Linked DNA regions of Sus scrofa: all the other regions are linked to region 5. Evidence: chromatin contacts called from public HiChIP or PLAC-seq data. All regions are on one chromosome and are shown on one strand. The core of a region is the stretch at or near the end of the contact, and the rest is flanking DNA. Distances in the headings are between cores, read along the strand shown. Region 1 has its middle 22 kb from the start of PIK3R1. Region 2 has its middle 57 kb from the start of CD180. Region 3 overlaps PIK3R1 (phosphatidylinositol 3-kinase regulatory subunit alpha). Region 4 has its middle 83 kb from the start of CD180. Region 5 has its middle 290 kb from the start of PIK3R1.

What was found. HiChIP or PLAC-seq counts read pairs in DNA pulled down with a chosen protein or histone mark.
Region 1: an H3K27ac HiChIP or PLAC-seq map of skeletal muscle shows a contact between it and region 5. The contact joins two enhancer-like sites. A contact is called at or near these places in 2 of 2 datasets of contacts at active chromatin or transcription factors (alveolar macrophages and skeletal muscle).
Region 2: an H3K27ac HiChIP or PLAC-seq map of skeletal muscle shows a contact between it and region 5. The contact joins two enhancer-like sites. A contact is called at or near these places in 1 of 47 Hi-C or Micro-C datasets (psoas muscle) and 1 of 2 datasets of contacts at active chromatin or transcription factors (skeletal muscle).
Region 3: an H3K27ac HiChIP or PLAC-seq map of skeletal muscle shows a contact between it and region 5, with 4 times the contacts expected there. The contact joins two enhancer-like sites. A contact is called at or near these places in 1 of 47 Hi-C or Micro-C datasets (skeletal muscle) and 2 of 2 datasets of contacts at active chromatin or transcription factors (alveolar macrophages and skeletal muscle).
Region 4: a contact with region 5 is called in an H3K27ac HiChIP or PLAC-seq map of skeletal muscle. The contact joins two enhancer-like sites. A contact is called at or near these places in 2 of 2 datasets of contacts at active chromatin or transcription factors (alveolar macrophages and skeletal muscle).

The regions. Positions count from the first base shown.
Region 1 is chr16:46,411,337-46,415,072 of Sscrofa11.1, forward strand. No RefSeq gene overlaps it. Among named protein-coding and RNA genes, the nearest start is that of PIK3R1, 22 kb to the right of the region's middle. Within about 2 kb of position 1,360, at least 31 of the 83 cell types and tissues checked have an H3K27ac peak or open chromatin away from gene starts, as enhancers often do. A contact at or near this core is called in skeletal muscle, where this site is marked.
Region 2 is chr16:45,643,370-45,647,421 of Sscrofa11.1, forward strand. No RefSeq gene overlaps it. Among named protein-coding and RNA genes, the nearest start is that of CD180, 57 kb to the left of the region's middle. Within about 2 kb of position 1,937, at least 44 of the 83 cell types and tissues checked have an H3K27ac peak or open chromatin away from gene starts, as enhancers often do. A contact at or near this core is called in skeletal muscle, where this site is marked.
Region 3 is chr16:46,471,938-46,475,736 of Sscrofa11.1, forward strand. The region is part of intron 2 of PIK3R1 (phosphatidylinositol 3-kinase regulatory subunit alpha); the gene reads left to right. Among named protein-coding and RNA genes, the nearest start is that of PIK3R1, 39 kb to the left of the region's middle. Within about 2 kb of position 1,939, at least 7 of the 83 cell types and tissues checked have an H3K27ac peak or open chromatin away from gene starts, as enhancers often do. A contact at or near this core is called in skeletal muscle, where this site is marked.
Region 4 is chr16:45,669,219-45,673,355 of Sscrofa11.1, forward strand. No RefSeq gene overlaps it. Among named protein-coding and RNA genes, the nearest start is that of CD180, 83 kb to the left of the region's middle. Within about 2 kb of position 1,298, at least 14 of the 83 cell types and tissues checked have an H3K27ac peak or open chromatin away from gene starts, as enhancers often do. A contact at or near this core is called in skeletal muscle, where this site is marked.
Region 5 is chr16:46,143,546-46,147,297 of Sscrofa11.1, forward strand. No RefSeq gene overlaps it. Among named protein-coding and RNA genes, the nearest start is that of PIK3R1, 290 kb to the right of the region's middle. Within about 2 kb of position 1,841, at least 8 of the 83 cell types and tissues checked have an H3K27ac peak or open chromatin away from gene starts, as enhancers often do. A contact at or near this core is called in skeletal muscle, where this site is marked.

The DNA of each region.
Region 1 (3,736 bases), core at 110-2,609, 270 kb after region 5:
CTTGTTTTTCATTTAAAAATTCAGGAGTAATTATTTAAAATAAGAACAGTGACATTAAATTTTTTCTTGTAGGCTCGCCAGGCCCAGACTGGGGGTTAGGGGAGGTAGGAGGCAGGGTTCTTACTCCCTCAGTATTAAGAAGCGATTTTTTTTTTCTTTTTTTGGTCTTTTTAGGGCCACACCTGTGGCATATGGACGTTCCCAGGCTAGGGGTCAAATTAGAGCTGTAGCCGCTGGCCTACACCACAGCTATGCCAGATCCCAGCTACGTGTGAGAGCTGCACCACAGCTCATGGCAATGCTGGATCTTTAATCCACTGAGTGAGGCCAAGGATCAAACCTCATGGATACTAGTCAGGTTCGTTACTAGTCAGGTTCGTTAACTGCTGATCCATGACGGGAACTCCCAAGAAGGGATTTTTCTGCCTTATGAATCTACCTCATCTGAGTTTTCCTGGAATTCTCTGTAACGAAAAGAGTAGACATTGTTCTGAATATAAATTATTGACTTACTCTGTATTCCCATGGCCAAATCGCCTTTTCTAGGCCACAGTCACCTGGCACTTTAAATATCAAATTTACAGGGCATAAGCTATGTGTTTCTCCCAGAAAGGGTATAAGTTATTTTATAGTCATACCAAGATTGGATTTCTGACTGTACCGTTTATAAGCTGCGTAACACTATTGAACAAATGAGTTAACCTTTCTGAAACTCAGTTTTCTCCTTTGTTAAAAAAAAAAAACAACAACAACAACGAAATTGCAGGATTATGGTAAGACAATGAACATGCAATACCTAGTTCAGTACCTGGCACATAAAAGTTCTCAGTAGATGATAGTTAATGATAAACAGGATCATCAGTCCACATCAGGAGGAGATAATAGTATCCTTTAATTGGACCAAAATGTAACTGAGAGCCCTCCCCTTCCAATTCTCCTTCTCACTCCAGTAGGTCACACTGCATCAAGCGTCTAGAAGGCTCTCTGCCAGCAACTGTACTGGCTTGTTATCTGAGTGAGTCTTGGTCATTTAGCAAAGTCAGGGTCTTTGTTACTGTTTTCATCACCACTAGCTGAGCAGAGAAAGACCAAGCCACAGGGTACATCTCTGCCTGCCAAGGTCCTGTGTGTGTTCCTGAAACAAAAACCCAATAAAAATGGCAGTCAGTGGCAGACACTGAGCCCAGGCTTGGGAGCCAGTAGGGAGGGGCTCCTTCTCCTGTCCCTCAGCACCTGTCACCGAGAAGGGGTGGCCCAGGCTGCGGCTGGCCGCCTCCTCCTCCCCCCATCCAGCCCAGGGGCAGCTCCGGACCTCGGCTCCCAGCAACGCAGCACAGCCCACTCAGCAACTAGAAAGCACCCATTGAGGGCTTGCAGCTGCCGGTGCCGTTTGCCCAAACACTACATAAAGCCTCAGCCTCAGCTCCAGTGAAGAAGTCACTACTGTGTTCTTCCTGAGCCCCAGTCACGGCTATCAAACATTCAAAGAGGACTGGCGGTGGTTAAACACTGCATGTGTTTACACCCCGAATCTTGAATCACAATGGGGCGGTTTGAGCTGCCAAGACCCGGCCAGGCCCGGCTTTATCCTGGACACTGGAGTCTGTTCTCTGACCCACCGGACAGAAGTAAAGTTGAGTAAATACCAGATCGCTTTGCTTTTCAGAGCTGTTTGCTCTCAGGGACTTCAATGGGCTTCGTCTCCAGGCGGGACACATACTTGAGGACTCAAGCTGCTCCCTCACGTCAGAGTGCGTTCAGAAGCTCTGAGGCTTTGTGAGCCATCCCCAAAGGGAAAAGCCAAGCTAGAGAAAATAAAATCTATCCAAACAAATTAGAGGATAACTTGAATCCTTTCAAAAACTGCTCTGAAAAAAAGCAGGGAGGGGAAAGAAGTGCAGTTGATGGGGGAAGCTGAGGGATGGATATTTGGGACCTTATTACACTGTCCTCCATTCTGGAGAATTTAGACATTCATTAAAAAAAAAATACTACAGGGAGTTCCCTGGTGGTCTAGTGATTAGGACTCAAAGCTTTCAATGAAGCAGCCCAGGTTCAGTCCCTGGTCTGGGAAGTGAGATCCCACTTCAAGTCACTCCACACCAAGCCAAAAAAAAAAAAAAAAAAAAATTCTATAGTAAGAAAGCTCCTTTGCCTCTCTCCTTTACCCAGGATACAATACCTAACATATATTTTCTTTTAAATGTTCAAGTCTATTCTCTGTTTTAACTTTTTGAGTTTTTTTTTTTTCTTTAAAAAACATGTCAGGATTTTGTTTTCTCTGATTATAAAAAAGTATATTATTATGGTGGTAAATTGAGAAGTGGAGAAAAGAAGCATAAAGAAGAAAATATTAGTCCCATGTCTTTGAATTAGAATTTGTTAGTGTTTTTATATATTTCCTTGCAATCTTAATACATACACGCAGAGAAATAAAAAAGTAATTTTTAGCACATGTAAATGGAATCCAATTCTATTTAGCTTTATACTGTGGGCTTTTTTTTTTTTTTTTTTTGAACTCATGACCATTCCCCATACCATTAGATATTCTTAAAAGAACAACTTGTAATGACTGTGGAATATTTTTATCCTATGTTTCTCAATGCCAAAAAAAGTTCAAAACAGTCTTTTACTTATACCATGCCATACTTTAACAAAAAAAATAGAACAAGATTTTTATAGCTAGAGATTGCAAGAAAATTTATTTCTCACTAGCTATATACCACTTTCTCCAGAATAATTTAAGAATTGCAGCTGGATTCAGCATAGTATTTGGCAAGTGCAAATACAGTAGTAAGACAAAGTTTTCTCACCTTCAGATGTGCTTGGAACAGGAATGAGAGGAAAAAATGGAAGTAGAGCACATGGGTTGTGGATGTGAGAAGCGAAGCCAGAAATGGGAGACAGTGACTCAGCGCTCTCCCTCTCCCTCTCCCTCTCCCTCTCCCTCTCCCTCTCCTCCCTCTCCCTCTCCCTCTCCCTCTCCCTCTCCCTCTCCCTCTCTCTCTCTCTCTCTCTCTCACACACACACACACACACACACACAACTGCTATGGTCTTGCACCAGCCAATAGGATCTCTGTCTCTTAAGAACTTTGGAATCAAAACTCAAAAGGATCAAGTGAAAATCACAAAGAGTAAGAGGAAAAGACATGTTGAAATGAAGAGCAAAGGAAAGAACAGCAGACAGATTCAAAAGACAGGCCCTCCAGCACTGTCTGAGCACCTGCTGCACACAGAGCTGAACATTGGACCAGTACATAAGCCACAGTCTTTGGCCCCAAGGAGTCCTCAGTCTAATGGAGAAGACAGGGTATAAGCAAGTCATTTCAGCTCAATATGGGCACCACATGCACAAAGAAATGAAAGCAATACAGTGGGATCTCAGGGGAAGGATGAGGATTCATGTGAGATCAGAAGCTCTCGGAGAGGATCTAACCTTGGAGCCAAGCTGAGAAGAATGAGATCTCAGAAACCTAGGAGGAAAGGAAAAAAATGACTAGGGAACAGTTGAGTTAGCAAAGAAAAACAGCTCTATTTTAAAATGTCTTTTTGGAGTTCCCATTATGGCCTCAGTGGAATAAGAACCTGACGTCTCCATGAGGATGAAGTTCCAATCCCTGGCCTTACTCAGTGGGTTAAGAATCCACAAGCTGTGGCATAGGTCACAGATGTGGCTCAGATCTGGCATTGCTGTGGCTGTGGTATAGGTGGCAGCTGTAGCTCCACTTCTACC
Region 2 (4,052 bases), core at 687-3,186, 500 kb before region 5:
CACAATTTTGAGTCTTTTTACAAGAGGATAAAGTGTAAGGAGTAAATTAAGAACTAGCACCATTTACATTCTTTAATTAAATAATTATGGAAAAACTACTTTATGCCAGGAAGCATGAAAGGCAGTGTGCATGCAAAGATAAAAGTACTGCCTGTTCTCAAAGGTGCCTGGCACAGTTGCACCCCGGCCAACACACAATTACAGGGCAGCATTTTGGTGGCCACTCTGCTTACTATGTGTTGAATTCCTTGATGAGTTAGATCTGGAAGGATGACTTGGTGAGGCAGAAAGAAAATCTTTCTGGACAGAGAGAAAAAGATGTGCAGAGGCCCAGGTGAGGGAGAAAATGGGGCGTGGCCAGTAAGTTGGAAGAAGTTCATTGTTCGAGGGGGAACGTGTCCTATAAGATGACACATTGTGTATCTGGGGGCCTGGTGGTTAAACATTTACCCACTCTCCACTGAAGATGAGGTTCTGAAAGTGGATAAAAGCCAGATTCTGTCCTTTGTCCTGAAAGCTGTGGGGAACCATTGAACCATTTAGAGGAGTGTCACCCTCAGATTTATTTTTCAGAAAGAAAATTGAGAGGTTGGATTCAGGCGATAAGATCGGTGGCAGGGAGGGGTTGCTGCATTGATTAGGCTGGAGATGCTGAGGGTGGTGGGATTGGTAGGTGGACACATTCAAAACATGAACAGAACCTGTGGCCAAATTGGATACATGTTGGAGTTCCCATCGTGGCTCAATGGTTAACAAATCTGACTAGGAACCATGAGGCTGTGGGTTCAATCCCTGACATCGCTCAGTGGGTTAAGGATCCAGCATTGCTGTGAGCTGTGGTGTACGTTGCAGACGTGGCTCGGATCTGGCGTTGCTTTGGTCTGGTGTAGGCTGGTGGCTACAGCTTTGATTAGACCCCTAGCCTGGGAACCTCCATATGCCACGGGAGGAGCCCCAGAAAAAGCAAAAAAAAAAAAAAAGACAAAAAAAAATTGGATACATGTTGAGGGGGAGATGTGAACATTTCTGGCCTGGGTAACTGCAGGGGTGGCAGAGATATCCATCAAGGGAGAGGGGACAGGAAGTTAAACAGGCTTGGGGGGTGGACATCTGTCTGAACATGTTTTACCTCACACTTGGCATTTATTAATTTGGCTGTATTTTTTTTTTTTTCTTTTGTCTTTTCAGGGCTGTACCTGTGGCATATGGAGGCTCCCAGACTAGGGGTCTAATCGGAGCTACAGCTGCCGGCCTCCACCACAGCCACAGCAACGCAGGATCCGAGCCACGTCTGCAACCTACAACACAGCTCATGGCATTGCCAGATCCTTAACCCACTGAGCAAGGCCAGGGATCGAACCCGCAGCCTCATGGTTCCTAGTCAGATTCGTTTCTGCTGCACCACAATGGGAACTCCTTGGCTGTATTTCTTACTTAGCTTTTCATGTGTTCTGTTCCCTCCCCAGGTGGACTCTGATTCTTCTGAGGTCTTGGGCCTCATGAACCCACCTGGGTGAGCTCCAGAGTCTTTAACTCATTACCACTCCCTGTGAGTTCACCTCCTACACAGGCTACATGAAGCCCGAAGCACAGCCTGACAGCAGCTGCAACCACTGTGTCTGCACGGCTGAGTATGGCAGGAACTTGGAGCTGGGACCCAAGTTCACCCCGAAGATGTGTTCCTCCTCTGAGGGGAGCTGAGCACCCACACTGACCTTGCCCGCTTCTGGGAGGGACGACCTCGTCTCACAGTGGCTGCAGAGGCTTTGGGTCAGAGCGTGGTGACCGGGCCCTCAGAAACCCTGCTCTTTCTCTTTGCAGAACCCCATAAATCCTTCCAAAGGGAGTAATTCCCTCAGGATCAGGAGGGCCTTTCGCATTCCTGAAATCAGTGAAGGCACAATGTATAGGGATTTCTGAGAAAAGTCAATGTGGTGTGAGTATGATCCCTGGGTGTTACCATGCAGCAGAGAAGGCCTTTTTTTTTCCTCCATTGAATGGTGTTCTTTGCTCTCAAGTTAACTCATGCACTGGATTGGGTCCAAGTACATTTTGTTTCTTGATTTCCAGCCAGGCTTCTCTCAGTTATGGTGCGTTCTCTGCTTTGCTCCCCTCCTTCCCCGCCTCCTTCTCTCTTTTTATCAGCATTTCAACTTTTCCATGTGACTGACCTGATACAGAGGCAGACCCACCAGCCTAGGTCGGGCTTCCCCGGAGGGGGGCCAGAGGGACTCTGGATGGTGGCCCCTCACTCAGCCACGGCCCGCGCATCAAGGAGGGTCTGTGAGCGGCTGAAGCAGAAAGCTTTTGAACTCTGCCCTCTGCCAAATGATTTCCAGATGTGTAAACTCCAGCCTCCCTCTGTTCTCTGACTGTAGCCCTGCCAACATACATCTGCAGATTTCTAGTGCACAGGAAACATGAAAGAGTATCTTTTACAACATCTGCTCTCTTTCCCCAGCTCTCCCCCTCGGTCTTCTCAGACTCTGCCCCATATTTCATCTCCCCCCTTAAACAAATTCATTAAGGAATCAATGCACAGCTCCCCCTGGTCCACAGATGCCAGCTTGTCTGTCCTGCCCATCACCCCTGCTCCCTACCAAGCCTGTTCTTGGCTCTTAGGACAGTTGACCAGAGCACCACTAGAATTATTAAAGAAGCATATTGGGCTTGCTAAGGGAGAAAAGAACTGAGTTTTCTCTATTGGGCTGGTGCCAGTCCACAAGCTGTAAGAGGAGGATTTGGCTGTACAGAGGATAGAGCAGGACCCTAAAGATAAAAACACAGGTCTCCCTGAAGAGTTCACATGCGGTACCTTTTAGGAAGAGGTGAGGTCTTCTCTTAGGGCTGACCTTTTTCCACGGACGGACATTCAGTTTCTTGAAATAAGGCAGGCTGCTGTAAAATTGAAAGTATTTATGTGCAGAATGAGTTCCTTGCTTCTTTTCATCTCCTGGGGATGGCACCCACCAAGCTAAGAAGAGAGAAGAAGCTGTGTCCTTCTCATTTAATTTTTTGGCCAGGCCTGTGGCATGCAGAAGTTCCCAGGGCCAGGGATTGAATCCCTGCCTCAGCAGTGACAATGCCCAATCCTTAATCCATTGTGCCACCTGGGAACTCACAGAAGACTTGTCATTAATGTAGCTCAAAGGGGGAGAAAAGAGAGATCCTTTTAGCAGAACAGAAGAGAAGATTGTTACTGAGGCACCCACTCTCACTGGGAAATTGATTTGATCACTGTGGAAATAAATACTTTCATTCTGTCCTTTGTCCAAGTGGACCCTAAACTCCCTCTCCTGCTCCATCCCGGGGGACATGGCGTGAAGCCAAGGGACAAAATCTGGGAGGAAAAGAGGGTTCCCTATGGAAGGGAGTAGAGAGTTGAGGGGGCCTAAGGGCTCAGGGGTCTGAGAGAAACGGTTGTAGGTGAGGAGTCCTGTGTCACAGGCCTGCAGCCTCACCTGGGAGGCAGCACAGCCTTCAGGGGTTCAGAAGAGCTGTGAGCCTCAGGAGTGGCTAATAGGTAACTTTCTGGACTCTAGGTAAGATTGTTCTGCCCACTGATCTGAAGGGGCAGTGGAGAATGGGCTTCATTTACGTTCTGCTTTAATAGTCCCAAAGCACTTCAGTCTGTGGTGTCAGGTGAAGCCCTAAATTTGTCTGGGTTGTTGCCACAGTGGCCTCCCTATTCCAGACAAACAAACCAAGAAACACATCAGCTTTATACTTCAAGTAGGGCTTGTTTCAGAAAGAACAAAGGGAGGAGATAAAGTTGGTTCTGGAATTCCTCTCCTTCCACCCATGTCTTTCCATGTCTCCCCAGAGATGTCAGAACACTCTTGCAGCTATATAGCTTCTTCCTATGGAAGAGCAGAATCTGTAGACTCTTTCATACGAGGGTGGGTGGATAAAGGGCAAAGAAACCTTTTCCTTCCGAATGAGAACTTGACCTTGTTAACTGTACAGCTCTTTCAATGGCAACCTCTTGAGGGTAAAATGCAAACTGTATTTCCAAGTAACATTGCTGGTGATAAAATGACCCCAACTGGTCA
Region 3 (3,799 bases), core at 689-3,188, 330 kb after region 5:
CTGAATTTCAAAATCCTAGAAATTATTTATTTTTATTTTTATAGTTGATTTACAATGTTCTGTCAATTTCTGCTGTACAGCAGAGTGACCCAGTTTTATATATATAAATATATATATATATATTTTTTTTTCTCACATTATCCTCCATCATGTTCCATCACAAGTGGTTAAATATTTTATTTCCCCTTGCTATACAGCAGGATCTCATTGCTTATCCACTCCAAAGGTAATAACTGCATCTACTAACCCCAAGCTCCCAGTCTATCCACTCCCTTGCACCTCCCTCTTGGCAACCACAGGTCTGTTCCTCATAACCATGAGTTTGTTTCTTTTCTGTAGAAAGGTTCATTTGTGCCGTGTGTTAGATTCCAGATATAAGTGATATCTTATGGTATTTGTCATTTTCTTCCTGACTTACTTCACTCAGTATGAGAGACTCTAGTTGCATCCATGTTGCTGCAGATGGCATGATTTTGTTCTTTTTTATGGCTGAGTAGTAGTCCATTGTGTATGTATAACACATCTTCTTAATCCATTCATCTGTCGATGGACATTTAAGTTGTTTCCATGTCTGGACTATTGTGAATAGTGCTGCAGTGAACATATGGGTGCATATGTCTTTTTCAAGGAAAGTTTTGTCTGGATATATCCTCAAGAGTGGGATTGCTAGGTCATATGGTAGTTTTCCATATAGTTTCCTAAGGTACCTCCATACTGTTTTCCATATAGTTTCCTAAGGTACCTCCATTCTGTTTTCCATATAGTTTCCTAAGGTACCTCCATACTGTTTTCCATATAGTTTCCTAAGGTACCTCCATACTGTTTTCCATATAGTTTCCTAAGGTACCTCCATACTGTTTTCCATAGTGGTTGTACCAATTTACATTCCCACCAACAGTGTAGGAGGGTTCCCTTTTCTCCACACCCTCTCCAGCATTTATTTGTTGACTCGTTAACGATGGCATTTCTATCTGGTGTGAGGTGGTAACCTCATTGTAGTTTTGATTTGCATTTCTCTAATAATTACTGATGTTGAGCATTTTTTCATGTGCCTGTTTGCCATCTATATATCTTCTTTGGAGAAATGTCTGTTCAGGTCTTCTGCCCATTTTTCAATTGGGTTATTGGGGTTTTTTTGCCAGTGAGTTTCCTAGAAGTTATTTAGAAGTTTTGATTTGTTTCATTCCCTGATTCTATACTATCGTAAATCAGTATTTTTCTTTTTTTTTATTACTCAGTAAATGTTATTACAGTTACAGTTGTATGATGATCATCACAACCTAGTAAATCAGTATTTTTCAAAGGACTTGCTGATGATCAGAGCAGAGGTTTCCTAGATCAGAGGTCCTCAGCCTTTCTGTGGAGAGGAGCTCCTTTTTAGGTCCTGAAGCCTTGAGTTACTGGGGCAGAGCGTGGTGGAGGTGCTGAATGACCCATCCTAACTCTTAGCAATTCTTACCTCTATGACACTCCACTTCCATCCAGCGGCAGCTGCCTAGACAGCACAGTAGCTGTACAGTCTACCTCATTTCTCCCTCCCTCCCTGAGCTTCTACCTCTCTGTTGCTTCTGCTTGAGTTTTTTTCCCCACTAAATACCTGACCTAGTGTATGGTGGGGAAAATTGACTCTATGTCTGGCTTAAGTAATTCAGGGTGAACGTGAGTTGATTTACCTTGTCTGGTCTTCATAGCAGTACTAATTATTATCTGCATTGCTGTCTTCCTCCCAAATTAGTGATACTGTGCATACTTTTTCCTTGAGTGTTTATGTCTCCTTGGCTGAAGAATTAATGGTCAGTGGTATGTCCGCTTGTTACAGTTTTAATTCGAAGCAGGTCTTTGCTTCTATCTTTGGGTTGCTGCTTTGAGCTGTGGTTTCCCAGTTCCCAAGTATGTTTCATGACACTTATCCTACATTTCAGGCAAGGATTTATGGGTCCCATAGGATTCGAGCAGGACTCCGAGGAAGAGCCAACTAGCAAATGGAATTATTTTGTCTTGTGAAAGCTTCCAGCCCTTTAAAAAAAAACTCGACTCAGAGAAATAGAAAACAAATATTCTTGGGAAGAAACTGGGCTTGTTAGCGCTTGGCGAGAAATTTTCGGAAGGGAAAGAACATTTCCTCTGGCCTCAGGAGCACATTCAATGTGAAATATTAACTGTTTTTAGAAGAGTTAAACTTAAATTCGTCTTTGGGTCATTTATTTGACTTGAAAATAAATGGATCTAGTCCTTAATTTTAAAAAAGGTGTTCAGAATCCTATTTTAGATAAAACAATCATTCAGTAAAGGAGGCAGGCTGCTCCAGACGTCAGTTCTTAACTGAAAACAGCTGGGACTTACGGAGGTGTTTGCGGAGATCTCAGGGGCTGGGGGATTGGCGAAATGTGGTGCACGTTAGTTCCAGCTGCACACATTTGCCTTGTTCGAGCTCTTTATGGTAAATGAAATGCATGCTTCATACAGACCATGCTTTAGTCGTCTTCTCTTAGCCCTTGACGAAGCAGGTGGAAAGTGTATTTAGTCAGAGGAATGACTGAAAACAATGAACTGTAAACCCATCCATAGCCATTCCAAGAAAGAGCTATTAAATGTCTTCTTTTTATTTTCCCATGCATCTGCCCCCCCCTTTCATATTTTTATAACCTTGGCAAATCTTGAGTAATTTTGAAACGTTTGTCATTTGGTCATAAATGTGGCAAGGGAATGATAGGAGCCTGCACACTTGGATGTTTTGTAAAGCAGTCGAACCCCAGACTGCGTCAGCACAAACGTGCAAGGAGGGCTCTGTGCATGCCCTGTCCTCTGGCTCTGTGGGCAGACAGGAAGTAGACCAGGAGAGATCCGTTCCTGACCCCAGAAGGATCTGCACCCCCCCCTCACTGTGAACGTAAACTTGCCCTGATGTTTCAATGTTGTGTGTGGTCCCTTCTCTTGTCCTCTCCTGTTATGGTGGAAAACTGAGAGTTTACTGAACAGAATTTTGAGTGGAATGAGGACCACAGGGATCATCTCATCCAAATGGAAAAGGAAAAAAAAATTCCAAAGAGGTCGAATGATGTGCTTGTGTTGGGACACTGAAATCTCTTTGTAGAGAAAAACCATCTTAAGGTATTTTTGTCTTAGACCTTTACCCAAAAGGATCTCTTTACAAAGACTTTGCATTAGTGAAAGTCTTCAATTCAAAAAAACAGGAATTCTAAGGATAGGGTTAGGGTATGTTCCTGAACATTGGTTTAATATTTAAGTCATTCTTACCTTGGTGCTGGTCTGAATAGACTGAATAATTGTTTGAGTTAGTCATCACCTGTCACTTTGTACAATTTTAATGTGGGGAAAGATGCCTTTGGAAATACTTAGCTGTATGTTATAATCAATCATGGTTTGTTTGGTTTGGTTTGGTCTTAAAACTTTATAGGCGCTCCCATGTGGCTTCTCGAGTCAAGGATCCAGAGTTGGCACTGCAGTGGCACAAATCGCTGCTATGGTGCTGGTTGAATCCCTGGTCCAGGAGCTTCCCAATACTGTAGGCAGGGCCAAAAAACAAAACCAAACCAAAAAAAAAAAAAAAAAAAACCTTTATATAATTGAGGGAAGTAGATTGCATAAGTACAGTCTTTCTTTTTTTCAATGAGGCAAATGAAGCAGTATCTTAAATTAAATTAGGGTTTCCTGAGATTCTAGAATCTTATTCCTGAATTTTCCACTGGGTAACCTCCAAATCTTTCTCTAGCCTTTGTCCCTGGTTGACACGAGGTGGGCCCCAATTTGCATGGCAAAGGGATGTGATGCTGCTCTA
Region 4 (4,137 bases), core at 48-2,547, 470 kb before region 5:
GGTGAAATATATATAGCATAAAATTTATCCTTTTAACCATTTTAAAGTGTTTAGTTCAAAGACATTAATATATTCAAAACGTGCAACCATCACTACCATCCACCTCCAGAACTTTTTCATCTTTCCAAACTGAAACTCCGTACCCATCACACAACAACGCTCCATTCCCTGTCCTCCCAGCCCCTGGCAACCACCATTATACTTTTCATCTCTATGAATTTTTATACTCTAGGTAATGCACACAAATGGAAGCATACATTATCTGTCCCTTTGTGCTTGGCTTATTTCACTTAGCATAATGTTGACAGGGCTCATCCATGTTGTAGCTTGTGTCTGAACTTCATTTCTTTTTAAGATAAAATAGTACTCCATTGTCTGTGTATGTCATATTTTGCTTATCCATCCATCTACTTCAGACTGTGATTGCTTCCATCTTTCGGCCATTGTGAATAACGCTGCCATATACAAATATTTCTTTGAGTCCCTGCTTTCAATGCAATGCTTTTGGCTGTATATCTAGAAGTAAAAGTGCCAAAAATGGACTCTTAAAAATGGAAAGATCCTGAGTAGTTCATACAATTTATGCTGTCAACACACTGGAAGAGAAGGGGCAGAGGTGGATGATCCAGGATCCTGAACCTAGTGGGACTGATGGAGACAGTCACCCAGGGAGTGTGGGAAGGTGAGAGGGGCAGACTTGATCTTTAAGAAGACCAAGCTATTGTTGAGTTGAGGATTAGATCTTGAGATTCTTCTTGGCAAGGTTATAGTCAGCTTAGAGCAAGCTCTGGAAAGCGAAGCCAGGGCCAGCAACGCCAGGAGCCTTTCCAGTGCACACTATCAGGCCTCCATGCAGAGGAACCACACCAGCTCCTCTCCCCTCTGTGGCTGGTGAGGCCCTCCCGTGGGCAGCTCTGCCCCAGGTCCAAGATATCTGCTGCTCCTCCCATGTGAGAAATGGGATGATCCCAGAGTGTGCTGGACTTCAAGCAGCTCTGGGATAATAAGGATGGGAACATTTCCTACAGCTTCCTGCATTGAAATGACCTTTGGAAGCCAAATCAGACTTTGGGGTTTAACATGTGGTTCATAAGGGGCCCTAAATGTGGCTCTGCTGTGTGTGTCTTAAAAGCCTTTGTGGGAGAGGGCAGATGCAATGAGCACAGATTTGGATGTCACAGCAAAGGCTTAAGATTGTCACCCTTGATGGCCTGGACTGATCTGACCTGGCACCAGGGCCTCCCCTCCTTGGGACAGGCCCAGCAGTGTCCCAAGGACCTGCATTTTTTGTTCCGTGCGGCCTCTCCCATTAAGCAATGACTACGGCACCCCCAGATAATGACCAGTTTTGGAAAGATTAGCATTCCACATACTTGGTTAAAAAAGTTTTTATGCAACCAGTGTTCTACTTTTTCCTAGAATCTTTGCCTCTCTGAGGACTAGTCCTTTCTCTTGCAAAGTGAAGGAAGAAAGGGATCCAAATAATATTGGTCCAGAGTAACTTTTAATTAGCAGCCTTAGCCAAGTGATAAAGATATATTACATACTCTGAAGTTCTATGAGAACCCACCCAAACTTCTGCTTTATTGTCTAAAGGGCCCCTTCACAAATACAGCATTGGGCCTGGATTTCAGGAGGATTTATGAGTCAGGGGCGAGCTGGGAGTTTGGCCCCATGACAACTTGGAAGGTTTGCCCTTGATTTGGAAAGAACAGCAGCCCATGTTCTGAATAGAGAGGGGGAAAGGGGGACAAAGTTCTCAGCTGAACACTAATGAGACTAAGATGAAACTGCTTCACAGAGATGTCCAGCCAGCAGGGCCTGTGGTGGATGATTTGAGTACAGACTGTTACCCCCAGGAGGAGCCTGATGGGGATAAGTGGGATGCTCACTTTAAGAGTATCCAGGTAGCTCTCATTAGAACCTTCCTTTCCCAGAATTAAAAAAAAAAAAATCAATCTGTATGTAAAATAAGCATGCTCTTGTTGAGTGGCAACAGAAGACACTGATTTTCATGTATCTTGGAGCTAAAATATAAATAAAAAGGATGGAAATGTCTTTGATTTACAAAGCAGTAGAAAAAAATCCTGCTTTAGGAATTGAGGTAAATGTAACTAGCTTTGGCTCCGCCTCAACCTTGGCTTTTCAAAACTAGAGAGTGTTCTACCCATTGAGCCCTCTGCTTTCTCATTTCATAATGGGGTAGGAAAGTGGGAGATGGCTAGGTTAGATGTCTCTTGCTCATGATCCAGAGGGCTTCAAGGGTCTTTGAACCATCCAGAATAGTTTGCAGTATGTATATATCTTTATGCTATGGGCATTTTTCTGGGGAAGCTCATTGCTTTGGTCATATTCCCTAAAGCAGTCTTTGGTTTTCCAAATGTTAAGAACTCCTGAACTGGATACCTAAACACCTTAATCTTTGAATATGCTGTTACACATCAGTGATTCTAAGGTTATTCTGGTATATTCTCTTGGGGGGGGAAGCTGTGATTCTCTAAATCTATTACGTTTTCATGGTAATGTGAGGACAGTTGGAGATACATGTTCTGGTCCATACTTGTTTCCTAGTCTCGGCTGGGCTTTTGGGGGAAAAATAATTAAGGAATGAATCTTAAGTCCGTCTAATCTCCCCAGTTCCTGATCTTGCCTGTTCATCCCACCCCCGAGGGTCACAGCCCCATTGTGAAGCCCAAGCAGGTTTTGGCTCAACATCTGTGCTGTGGGGTGCCTTTCACTCTCGCTCCAGCCCTCCACCCAGATATGCCCATTTGCCATCCCATTCCAGTCCCTAAACCACTGACTGTAACTGAAAAGCTAAATGGAGGAGTTCCCGTCGTGGCGCAGTGGTTAACGAATCTGACTAGGAACCATGAGGTTGCGGGTTCGGTCCCTGCCCTTGCTCAGTGGGTTAACAATCCGGCGTTGCCGTGAGCTGTGGTGTAGGTTGCAGACGCGGCTCGGATCCCGCGTTGCTGTGGCTCTGGCGTAGGCCGGATTCAACCCCTAGCCTGGGAACCTCCATATGCTGCAGGAGCGGCCCAAGAAATAGCAACAACAACAACAACAACAACAAAACAACAACAAAAAAGACAAAAGACAAAAAAAAAAAAAAAAAAGAAAAGCTAAATGGAGAGTGATCTTTGGCAGGTGAACCTTTTAATACCCTCAGGATACCCTTTCCCTCTGGTAAAGGAACATCTGCTGCTGAATTATTAAGTCTGCACACGCAGAAGGAGGTAGAGGTGGAGGAATGTGTTCTTTTCGAAGGGGAGAGTTCCTGGGGTAGAATTTCATACTGGGTGAACTTGTTGGCAACACCCACAGAAGTGGCACGTCAGACCATTCTGCCCACGAGCATTTTAGAAAACAAAATGAAATCAAATGACCCTCTGTTCGACATACACAAAATTCACTGTTTCAAAACACTTTCAACATAATTTTTGTTCCTTTAGATTTCTTGTTCCCAGGATTTGGCCCCGCCCAGCAGGGGATTACTGAATATTCTGAGAATTGTGTCTTCTGCCCTGAGTGTGACCTTCACAGTGTGATGCATGATGCAGGGATGGTCACAGACAGAGCACAGGCTTCTTAATAGGAGGAGGGCTGTGGGCGTGGGGAGGTAATTCTGTCTATATTACCAACTGCTCTCCATTAGATATCATTCACAACTTTACTTTGCCTCAAGTGTGGGAAAACTGTTTCCCCGAAGCAGCACCTGACCTTGTCCAATTCTAAGGCACAGGGTGAAGTGAGCTGAAAAAGAAGTTGCTAGGGCTGTTAAGGGTTAGCTTGCATCTGCTCTGGATAAGTTGGGAAAGCATGAGTGAGAATTTTCTGTGTCTTTTTTTTGTTTGTTTGTTTGTTTGTTTTTGGGGGCCACACCTGTGGCATATGGAAGTTCCCAGGCTAAGGGTCAATTCAGAGCTACAGCCACCGGCCTATGCCACAGCTACAGCCACACAGGATTTAAGCCGCATCTGTAACTCACACCACAGCTCATGGCAATGCCGGATCCTTGACCCATTGAGCGAGGCCAGGGATCGAACCTACAACCTCATGGTTACTAGTTGGATTTGTTTCTGCTGCGCCACAATGGGAACTCCCTTCCTGTATTTCTTATAGGCATTCTGATTT
Region 5 (3,752 bases), core at 591-3,090:
AGAAAGATCCAGCGGTGGTGATGTGTGTGTTTGTGTGTGTACTTGTGCATATGTGTGGGGAGGAGGCATGGAAATACAATGAGGGGATAGCATCCATCCTGGAGAAGGATTTGGGTTGGAGCCAGAGAACTTAGAGAAAGTAATGGAAAAAGGATTGTGAGGAAAATAACATTTGGCAATTGAAGTTGTAATCTGAAGAAGTTAAAGAGGTCTAGTCAGGATTCTGTTTGAGTTTTGCCATATAGTATAAAATAGACAATTTTCTCATTCTACATAAAAAAAAATCTTAATCATTGTAGAGTTAGATTTGCTTTTTAAGGTTGCAAAGGCAGTTCCTAGTTCTGTGTTGAGGTATACAAGATGTTGCTAACAGTTGTACAGTCACCTGTTCTTATTTGTTTTTGTGTCGTCTTTGTGCTCTGTGTGCTGCTTTAGGGCATCGTGTACCCCTAGTTTATAGCAGAGTTTTATGGTACATGCAGGTACCTGGGTGAGAATTACCTTCTCTTCACAGGTGATAAGATGACCAGTGAATATCATTCTCCCAGCTTATGGGAAAAAGTGATAGCCGAACCATGCAACCTGGGGAAAGGACCTTTGTGTATTTCTCAAACTCAGATGCCAGATGAGGACTGGGACTCTTGGAATATAAATTAGGAGTGGGAGGAAGAGGAGGAGGAAGAATAATGTTTATTGAGAATTTACTTCATCAAACTTAAGATTGAAAGATACACCAAAAAAAGTCAATTATAATTTTAATTTAAATCATCATTACTAAGACACAAACAGATTTCAAAGATGTTTAAATATGAAATAAAAATTAACATTAGAATTTGGAATATAGTTCATGCCATGCACTCTTCCAAGTCATATAAATAGTTAAGTCAATTTTTACCACTATTCTATGAGGAGTCTTATTATTAGATGGCCGGAGGATCACTAAGTTTGAGGCCTTGGTTCATCCCAAGTTATGATGTTCCTGGAAAGCTAAGTCCTTCAGATGATGAAGGATCCATTGGTGCCCTGGTGAGAAACTGAAAGATATAAGGATATAAGGACAGAAGCTGAAAAACTGAAAGATATAAGGACAGAAGCTGATCAAAAGTATTTAAAAAAGAAATGTGGTAGTGAGCCTAAAAACCATGTTCCAGAAGAGTAAATAACTGGATGTCTTGGAGTTCCTGCTGTGGCCCAGGGGGTAAGGAATCCTACTGCAGTGGCTGGCCTCGATCCCTGGCCTGGTGTAATGGGTTAAAGGATCCTGTGTTGCCACCGCCGTGGCATAGGGCTCAGATCTGAACCCTGGCCCAGGAACTCCATGTACCATGGGTGTGGCCATTAAAAAAAATAAAATGAGTGGCAGTCTCATTCAAAAGTGTTCCATGATGTTAATATAACACACCAATTGTGGGGGCAGGAAACAGTTAAAACATTTTAAAGGGCTGAAAGGGCTTTCTGTACCAGGACAGCTGTTTGAATGTGTGCTATATGTTTGAACACTAAGCGAACCACTTTCCTTTTACTCTACAGATGTGGACAGAGGATATTTCTGTGGAGAGGCGAGTGGGGGAGGAGGAGTATAGCGGAGGAGTTTGTTGTTCCTGAGAGGACAGACACCTCAGCCTGCCTGGAAGTCTTTCCTTCCCTCCCCACCTCCACCCCTACCCCGCAAAAGCTGGGGAGTATCATGCTGAGAGGAGAAACAACAAAGACAAAGATAAAGGAGATGCCAGAGGGAAAGCAGACAGAGGAAACTAAGCTAGGGTGGTTAGAAGTGTGGATTCTGGAGCAAGACGGCTTGCCTTTGAAACCTGCCTCCGTCAGTTGAGCAGCTGGGACTAGGGTAGCTACTTAGCCTCTCCAAACCTGTTTTCTCATCTCTGAAACATGGATGATAATAGCATCTACCTCATTGGGATAGTTGAAAGATTGTTAGCCTAATGACTGGCACCAAATTAAATACAAGATAAGCATTGGCTGTGATTATTCCCTTACATTAGCCTGCCTCTCAGAGAGAGAGATGTAACTATATGCAATAATCCTGTGTGTATGGCTGAGCAGTGTCTGTCTAATCAAAGAAGCAAGGGAGGTCACTAAGCACAGAAGATACAGCTAGCAAGTTTGTTGATATGTGACTAAGGAACCAAGGCAAAGTCCCCCACAACAAAGTTCTCACCTTCTTTGGCAGGACACTGTGGCATGTCATGGATAGCTAGGGGCAGAATTACAACCGGCTCCCACAGCAACTGCTTGTAAACTGCAGCAAGAGGCTGTTGCCAGTAAGAATGCATTGCAAATAGACCTTATCCTTCCGTGGTGCTCCCACCAACGTCACTGTTTTAGAGCAGTGGTTCCCAACTTCACCTCCTCAGATGATACTCAACAGCATCATCTGGGAGCTTTTATTATTATTTATTTATTTGTTTTTCATTACTTAAAGAATTTTATTACATTTATAGGTGTACAACAATCATCACAATCCAATTTTATGGCATTATCATCCCAAACACCCCAGCATATCCCCCCACCCCCTAACCTGTCTCTGGGGAGCTTTTAAAAATGTAGATTTCTAGACTCCACTCCAGACCAGTTGAACAGGACTCTGGGAGATTTAGGCATCTGTATTCTAGTGGGTGGCAAGGAGTGGGAACCATTGCCTTAGAGAAGTGAATCTCAAGCTGGAGTGGGCGTCACAAACCCATGGAGAGCCTGTTAAAAGCCAGGATGTTGGACTCCCTGCCCCTCACCCCTACTGCCAGAGTTTCTGATTCATTAAATCTAGGGTGGGAACCAAGTATCGATGCCCTTCAACCAAAGACCACCAGGAAGTCACCTATGGTTAAATAAGTTGGATTGATTATTCCCCACAGCGAAAGGGAACAGGCCATGGGGAACTATAGGTGTGTCTGTCAGAGGATGTTGGAAAGATCCTATATAAGATTTGGGCTTCGGTTCAGTGATTTGAAGGGAGCTTTAAGCAGGTGGGAGTGTGCTCTAAGTTGGATGCTGTCAGAGAACAGAGGCAATTCTATGAGCGGTTATCTCAACAAGTTTTATCTTTAAGGAGGAGAGACTCACAGGAGAATAAACTGTAATTGGTACAGAAATGGCAGACGCTTATTTTGGCCAAGGGAGGGGATGTTTAATAACTTGTGGGCTTGCACGATGACCTTGTTTTTGTCTGTGTTCAGATAAATTTATGAAATGGCCTTGTTTTGTCTCATTTTATCATGGTCTCAGAGTAACCTTGCATGTGGTTCTGTGAGATTGCTTCTGTTCAGTAGGGGAATAACATGGCCCACTGGGAGCACCAGGCCAGCTTTCCAATGTCGTACCCACCTCCCCCTTTTTCCTTTCTCACAAGTTCCAGGTGATGCTGATACTACTGGTCCAGAGACCATCAGACTTTGAGAATGATTGTCTGAGAGGATAAAGAGACCTGAGACCTATGTTTGGAAAAGGCACAAAATAAATATGCATGAACATTAAAGAGCCAGGACCCAGAATTTCAAGGGAACAACAAAATAAAATCAGAATAATATATCCTGGGAGATAGTGTAGCTTGGGAAACTGAGTCCAGCAAGACGAGCGCAATACTCCAACTTTAAGGAAGGATGAGGCTAGTGTCATCTGGTTGTGCCCTTCCTCTCAGCTCCCAGTTGCCTTCTTGACCAACTTCCTGCTCAGGGCCTTTGTGCCTACTGTTTTCTTTGCCTGGTAATGGGCCCATTTTGACCTCATTCTTATTCATC